Regions from separate parts of the Ovis aries genome. Here region 2 is linked to region 1. The links are chromatin contacts, called in public Hi-C maps. All regions are on one chromosome and are shown on one strand. The core of a region is the stretch at or near the end of the contact, and the rest is flanking DNA. Distances in the headings are between cores, read along the strand shown.

Evidence for each region. Hi-C and Micro-C count contacts between places; a contact is called where the count stands out from the background.
Region 2: a Hi-C map of hypothalamus shows a contact between it and region 1, with 5 times the contacts expected there. The contact joins two enhancer-like sites. A contact is called at or near these places in 12 of 16 Hi-C or Micro-C datasets (blood, hypothalamus, liver and 6 more).

The regions. Positions count from the first base shown.
Region 1 is chr3:43,821,099-43,824,553 of ARS-UI_Ramb_v3.0, forward strand. No RefSeq gene overlaps it. Among named protein-coding and RNA genes, the nearest start is that of AFTPH, 30 kb to the left of the region's middle. Within about 2 kb of position 1,498, at least 30 of the 54 cell types and tissues checked have an H3K27ac peak or open chromatin away from gene starts, as enhancers often do. A contact at or near this core is called in hypothalamus, where this site is marked.
Region 2 is chr3:43,963,902-43,967,356 of ARS-UI_Ramb_v3.0, forward strand. All of the region lies in intron 2 of LOC114113914 (a long non-coding RNA gene), which reads left to right. Among named protein-coding and RNA genes, the nearest start is that of LGALSL, 110 kb to the left of the region's middle. Within about 2 kb of position 1,715, at least 37 of the 54 cell types and tissues checked have an H3K27ac peak or open chromatin away from gene starts, as enhancers often do. A contact at or near this core is called in hypothalamus, where this site is marked.

The sequences.
Region 1 (3,455 bases), core at 248-2,747:
CTCCTGTTACTGGATGATTTCCCTCAGTGCTTCCTCAGTAGTTTCAGCTGCAGCATTCAGTTAAAGCCTCTTGCAAAAATGACTCCTCCAAATCTGGGGAGAAGGACAGCTTTTCCTTTGTTTAAAGTCTCCTCCACTGCCCACCCTGCCCAGTGGGTACTGGGTGGAAAATGTATTATGGTGATGTTCTAAAACGAAGGAACGCTCGACCTGTCCCCAAGGCCATGCGAGTGGGGAGTGTCAGGGGATCTCTGTGGCTATGTGCAGAGCTTAGAAAAGGGGCCGATTGCTTCTCCAGTCTTTGAGAGAAAGCTGCATGTTCATGGTATAATCTCCCCTTGGGGACCGAACCCCTCTGATTTTGTTAACAAATATATTAGATGACATTTGAAAATTCTTTCTACACATAGCTTTTTATTAGGTGCTATTCTCTTCTCTCCCTCACCCTCATCCCACCCCCCAGCTCCCCAGCCCTTCTAGAAAATCAGCGTGCATCTGAACACTGGGAGGAGAGGGAGGCAGTGCACCCGCTTCATCCCAGCCTGCCAGAAAGACCCAGGCGCTCATCCACAAAGACAGCTGCGGCTGAACAGGATGTGTTTCCATCCTCCAATGTTTCCTGTCTTTCTAGTGACTTCCTATCTCTCGTTGATTGACAAATTGTTTTAAGATGCTGGAGACTGATGAAAAACAAAACCAAATCCTGCTGTGATCCTTTCACAACTGGGCCCTTTCTGTTCATCTCTGAGTGGCAGGCAGGACTTAGTGTGATCAAAAAGGAGAAGACTGAAGGGACATCACTCTGAAGAGAGGAAGGCAAGGCCAGGGGCTCTGTCTCAAGGCCTAGAGCTCTGAGTCGCCCTGGCACAGGCATGGGAAAGCCAGACCTGCAGAGAGGAATGGGCAGAGCCCCCAAACCCAGGTAGGTCTGAGGAACCCTGGGAGGGTTACTTTTCCTGGCATTCCTTTTCCTCTCCTGTAATTTGCGAGGTTTGTGGGAGAATTCCCTCACATCCTTGTACCTCACTGTTCTCATTTCACACCCTTGTATCTCACTGTTCTTATTTGTAAATGGAAGGGCTCTGCAATAGGCACTTCTGAGATCCTGTGGTTCTGAGGCTGACATGAGCCAGGATGGGCCACGTCTCAAGTAGCTGGGCTGTCTAGTAGGGCCTCCAGAGGTGGCTACACTGCTCTTTCCAGACCAGTGGTTCTCAAAATTGAGGTGCATCAGGATCCCCTGGAGGGTTTGCTGAAGCGGGCTGCTGGCCCCACCCTCAGAGTTGCCTTTCAGTAGGACTGGGGTGGGGCCTGAGAATTTACACTTCTAACAAGTTCCCAGGTGCACCCCTGCCGCTAGTCTGGGGATCGCGTATTGAGCATCACATGGAGCAACGCCCAGGGCGTGGGGGAACCGCTGAGAAGAAGGTCACGAGGGTTGAGCAAAGGCCGCCTGGGCAGCCGCGCTCAGGATGCTTACCTCTCCCTCCCACCTGCAGGGGGCAGCCTGGATCTGCCTCAGCCTAGAGGAAGCACCGGGTTAAGTTATCTCATGATAAAATAAATACTCCAGTTTCCTGAAAAATTCTAGGTAGATGTAAACCTACCTCTCGGGTCTGAGGAACCCTTGTAGACTGAGTGTTCTCAGCCTGGATAGCTGGGCTGTTACTACTGAAAGAGACCAACTCTGCTAATGCTGGACTCCCGGGTAGGAAGCGTGTTCTTTCGCCTGAAGGCTCCCACTGCTGGCGAAGTGCGGGCTTTGCCTCAGGGCCCCGGAAATGTTCCACGGACGAACAAATTAAGACCCTGAATATTTGTGCAAGAGCCGATGAAAGAGAAGGGCAGAGAGTGATGGAATGAGTTTTACACATGGTCAGTCTACAGGGGCACTGACCATTGTTTCGGAAAGCAAAAGTATCTTCTGGTGCTAGGTGATTCTCCCCTGTGAAACTGCACAGGCCTTCCCAAAAGCTAACGTGTTCAGATGGGCAGAGGGCTGCAGGAGCAAAACCAGCCAGCAGGGGTCGCCTTCACATTTGCTCCTTGGGGGGGGGGGGTCTTAGCCTTGTGCAAGATATTTCCCAGTCATCTGTTCTTAAAATTATTAAAGCCCGTTATACTGAGAAGCCTAAAACTTTTATTTAAAACAAAGTGAAAATAAATAAGCAATACAAGACAAAAAACACAAAGAAAACCTCCAAGCTGCCTTCTATATGTGCAACAGAAACAGACAGCTTATGCAGTACGAGCTGCTCCAATAGATAACTTCTCTCTCACCCAGGAAGCTGCTCAGCTCATAGACTTGCCCAATATGGAAAAGAAAGGCTTTATGGGGACGTGGGAGGAGCAGCAGAGGTACTCAGATGAGGAGAAGGTGCTTTGGGAGTCAAGACAGAAGACTAGGGTTCTTGGAAATAATTCTTCTTTCCCCTCCAGGCTTCCCTGGTAGCTCAGACAGTAAAGAATCCGCCTTCCAATCCCTGGATCAGAAAGATCCACCGGCACAGGGAATGGCTACTCACTCCAGTATTCTTGCCTGGGAAATCTCTTGGACAGAGGAGCCTGGCAAACTACTGTCCATGGGGTTGAAAAGAGAACTGACTGAGCGACTAAGTATACTTCATCCCTCAGGTTAGGAGGTCAAATTTGGGCAGAGATTCAGGGCAGAGCCTGAGGACTATCATAACAGTCTGATTATCTCCTCTGGTGTACTCAGTTTTCCACTACCTGTGGATTTCTGTCCAAGCTCAAGATATTTATGTGTGAAAGTGGTACACACCAGCCCCACTATCAGTAAAGATAGAGGCCTTCTGGGTGGTCTCTAAGGGTGCTCCTAGGCTTGTGCTACCCCATTCCCACACTCTCAAAGTTCCTTTAGTGGCCATAGTGGTCATGTCATGGGGCACAATCAGCATGTAAGACCAGCTGTGGATGTGAGACAGAGCAACCCAACATGGTGCAGCTGTAGGTCAACCCACAATTGACCATTGGAACAACACATGACCCTCCTTAGCAACATTATCTGTCCCCTTCACTGGTAGTGGGACATCATTACAGGGCACTTTTCACTAAGGTGGTTCCTCATGCTTTCCATCTTCCCTTCTCCAAAATTCTCCTCCTCTGTATTGTCAGTCTTTTTTGGTAGTGTCATCATTCACAAAATCACCTAAACAAGAAACTTTCTAGTTAGTTTTTGCTATTTCTCCACTATCCACATTCTGGCCAAGCCAAGAAATTCTGATTATCCTCTCTTCTCCACAGCCACGAGTTAGGACTCACCTGGATGGCTACTGGCCTCTATTCTCATCCTCAGCACTGATTCTAGATGCTAGATGCTCTAAAAGTCTTATTTGATCGTGGAGTTCCCCCGCTTAAAAACCATGCGTAGCTCCCCATGCGTAGCACCCCAAGCCTATAGAATATGTGGCTGCATTCATTTCCAGAACCAGGAA
Region 2 (3,455 bases), core at 465-2,964, 140 kb after region 1:
CCGCTTCCTCCCATCTCCTTCTAGCATCGCCAACCCCTTCCTTCCTCATTGCTTCAAAGGGAATCGTCACACAACCAAGCTAGGACTTCTCTAGGACTCCTCTGAGTCATTAACTTTCTTTTTATCTGTACATGCTATGCTTGCCCCACTGACAGTGCACCACCAGCTCTTTGGAGGCAGACTTAAAGGCTTTGTGACCTCCCAGAGCCACAGTATTTCTTTTCTTTATGGTAGGTGCCCGTGAATGCGCTGACTGGCTGGTTGATAGGCACTCCCCTGTTGTCTTCTCAACAGCACCGCCAACATACCTGCCCTCCCAACACATCCCACTCCTACTCTGCAGAGCCCATCTCCCACTGAAGGAAACTCTTGCCTGGCCAAGAAGTCGAGGGTCTGCTCAGTGTTCACCCTATTTCGTTGGCTCTCCACATTCAGCTCTCGTTTGCCTAGATAAGTGCGTGCTAAGTCACTTCAGTCCACCCTATGGACTGTAGCCTGCCAGGTTCCTCTGTCCATTGGGATTCTCCAGCCAAGAATATTGAAGTGGGTTGCCAGGCCCTCCTCCAGGGGATCTTCCTGACCCAGGGATCGAACCCTTCTCTCTTATGTCTCCTGCACTGGCAGGCAGGAGGTTCTTTTTAACCACTATCACCAGCTGGGAAGACCCTTTGCCTAGATAGTATGAGCCAAACAGAAACTCAGTAGCCAAAAGCTGTCTTTAGGCAAGTGCTCTGTTTGGCCTCCTACACAAAAGGGAACATAACAGTGAAAATGATAGTAAGCAACAAGGATCATCACTGTTTCAAAGAGACATCAGTGCCAGCAGCTCCCGTGAGACCCTGGCGTGTCAGTCACTTTATCTGCAATCAGAAAATGAAATTCACCTGCCTCTGTAGGTAGAGTGCTCATAAACACTTAGAAAACTGGAAATGACTTTATAACTGCCACTTACTGCTGTTGTCCATAAGAACTTTGTGATCACAGCCCTCGGGATCCTAATATGCCACCGGTCCTTGTGAGGGTGTACTCTCAGTGCAATGAAATTAAGCGGGTACTTAATGGCAACCTCAGCCCAGATCCCTCGACAGAAAATAAACGCACAACACAGCTCCTCTGGGGCACTGAGGATGGCTGATCCCCGCCAGAAGGGGTGGGGCCTGGAATGAAATGGCATGGGGTCAGGGTTGGAAGTCCTCGGCTCCCTTCCTTGCGGGCAAGGCAGATGCCAGGCAGTTCAGGGAGGAGCGTGGGCATCTGCCACTTTCCCCGCCCCCCACCTCTTCCTAAGGGAGAAAGTTCTTTTCCTTCCTGCCCCTTTGGGCAGAGCAGAAATTGAAAAAAGCTACTTGTTCCTAACAAGTTATATATAGCTCAGCAACTGACTGCCGGGTCTCCAGCTTCAGGTCCGGGAACGGCCTTCCGTAGCCACACCCGGACAATTGTCCCAGTTAGCAGCAAAGCCGAGGGGAATCTTCTAGTGGCCCTTTATGCTTGTGGCGTAAACTGAAATAGCCCCCTTCTCGGAGAAGAGGATGTCACTGCAGCCACAATTTTCCAGAAAGGGAAGCGGTGGAGGGGGGGGGGGGGGGGGCAAGTTCCCTGAATAATGTGGGGTCCGGCGCCACCTAGTGTCCACTGTAGAGCTTGGCGCGCATCCCGCTCCCTTGATAGGGTGTTTTGGAAACTGACTCCAACCGCCAGAGGGACTGAAACAAGGAAACAGTACCAGACCTCAGGGCTGTCCTCAAGCCCACGACGAGGGACTGTGATTTTGGTGGGAGAAACTGAGACGTTATGATCCTAATGCGTCATAGATGGGGGTGTTGGGTGAAGGGACGGGGGTGTCTTTCTCTTGGAAGGAAGCTGAGGTGATTCACAAGTAAATTTAGAGTCTTGTTCCCAGAAGATTGGCTTGGCTTTGTCAGCTTGAATATTTTTGCTCACACTAAGGGGGAAAAAACCAATAATACCAGTGCTATTTTATGACTTTTGTGCTTTTCAAACTAGTTTCTCAGTGTTCCCCCAGAGCCAGCATATGGCCTATTTGCAAAAGTCCTTGTAAGCTGTCTCATCACTGAACCCACTCCTGCCCTCTTGCTAATGTCTTTGTGGGACAAGCAGTCTCCTTTTATTATCCTCCCACTTCCTGGCTGCCTCAAACCCTCTGCTAATCAAAGCCACCTTTTGCTCTTTGCTTTACATCATTCGTTTAAACCTCAGAGCAGCCCAGAGAGTGGATGTTAATATTCTCATTCAGTATATGAGTAAACTGATGCATGGGGAAGTTAAGTGACTTACCCAGATCTGTCAGCTAACAAGTGGAGGTGGGATTTGAACCCAGGTATTTAGCTTAAAAATATTTCACCAAAGTATTCTATCTGACACAAATGAAGCGACTTCACACACACACACACACACACACACACACACACACACACACACACACATATTCTATCTGTACCATGAGGGGGTAGCCAGCTAGAGCAGAGGAAGCTACAGAATACAGGAGGTTCTGGAGGACATAAATGCCCCTCCAGCTCAGAGGACACTTCCTACTTTGGACCAGCCCCTGTGACCCCAAGGCTTGGCTGGACTTTTGGTAAACACCCTCCTTCCTGCCAGCATCAGTCTCCCCGCACTCCACCCCTCCCCAACACACACAACCTCAACACAAACACTTCAGCAGGCATTCCTCCACACTTGGAACCAGCCCAGAGGAATAGTGAGAGCAAAGAGCAGGGACCTGGCAAACGTTCAGAATGCCAGGAGAATCGTGGATTTGTCTGATTCCCCAGGCCTTGGCTTCCTCCAGTGGAAAACTGGGAAAATTCGCTGCTGGCTGCTCCCTTCCGCTCCCCCCTCCACCCTTTTCTCTGCTCCCCACCAAAGAGACATCCCTCCAGAGGAAGGTTAAGTAAGGCTACTCTCTGGAGTCCTCTGAAACAAAACTGTTGCTGAAATACACAGATTCAGAAATGAAGTTTAAATGGATAACATGCTGCTGCTGCCGCTAAGTCGCTTCAGTCGTGTCCGACTCTGTGCGACCCCGTAGACGGCAGCCCACCAGGCTCCCCCTTCCCTGGGATTCTCCAGGCAAGAACACTGGAGTGGGTTGCCATTTCCTTCTCCAATGCATGAAAGTGAAAAGTCAAAGTGAAGACGCCGACCTCTACAAATGGGGTAAATGTGCGGGCTGCCGGCAGCCTGTGAGAAGTGGTTTGGGGTATTGGAAGGAGCACGGGATTCAGAGACATGGACTGAAATCCTCAGTCTGGCACCCCCTAAGCTGAGTGACTTTGGGCAAGTCACTTAACCTTTCTGAGCCTCAGTTCTCTCATTTGCAAGATGAGGGCAATTTTTAAACCTATGAGATAATAAACAAGTGCTTTATAAAGCCCTGCAGAGTAGGAGGTGGCATATGAAGGAAAGAACTGCAGGCATTAGGATTTAGGTGA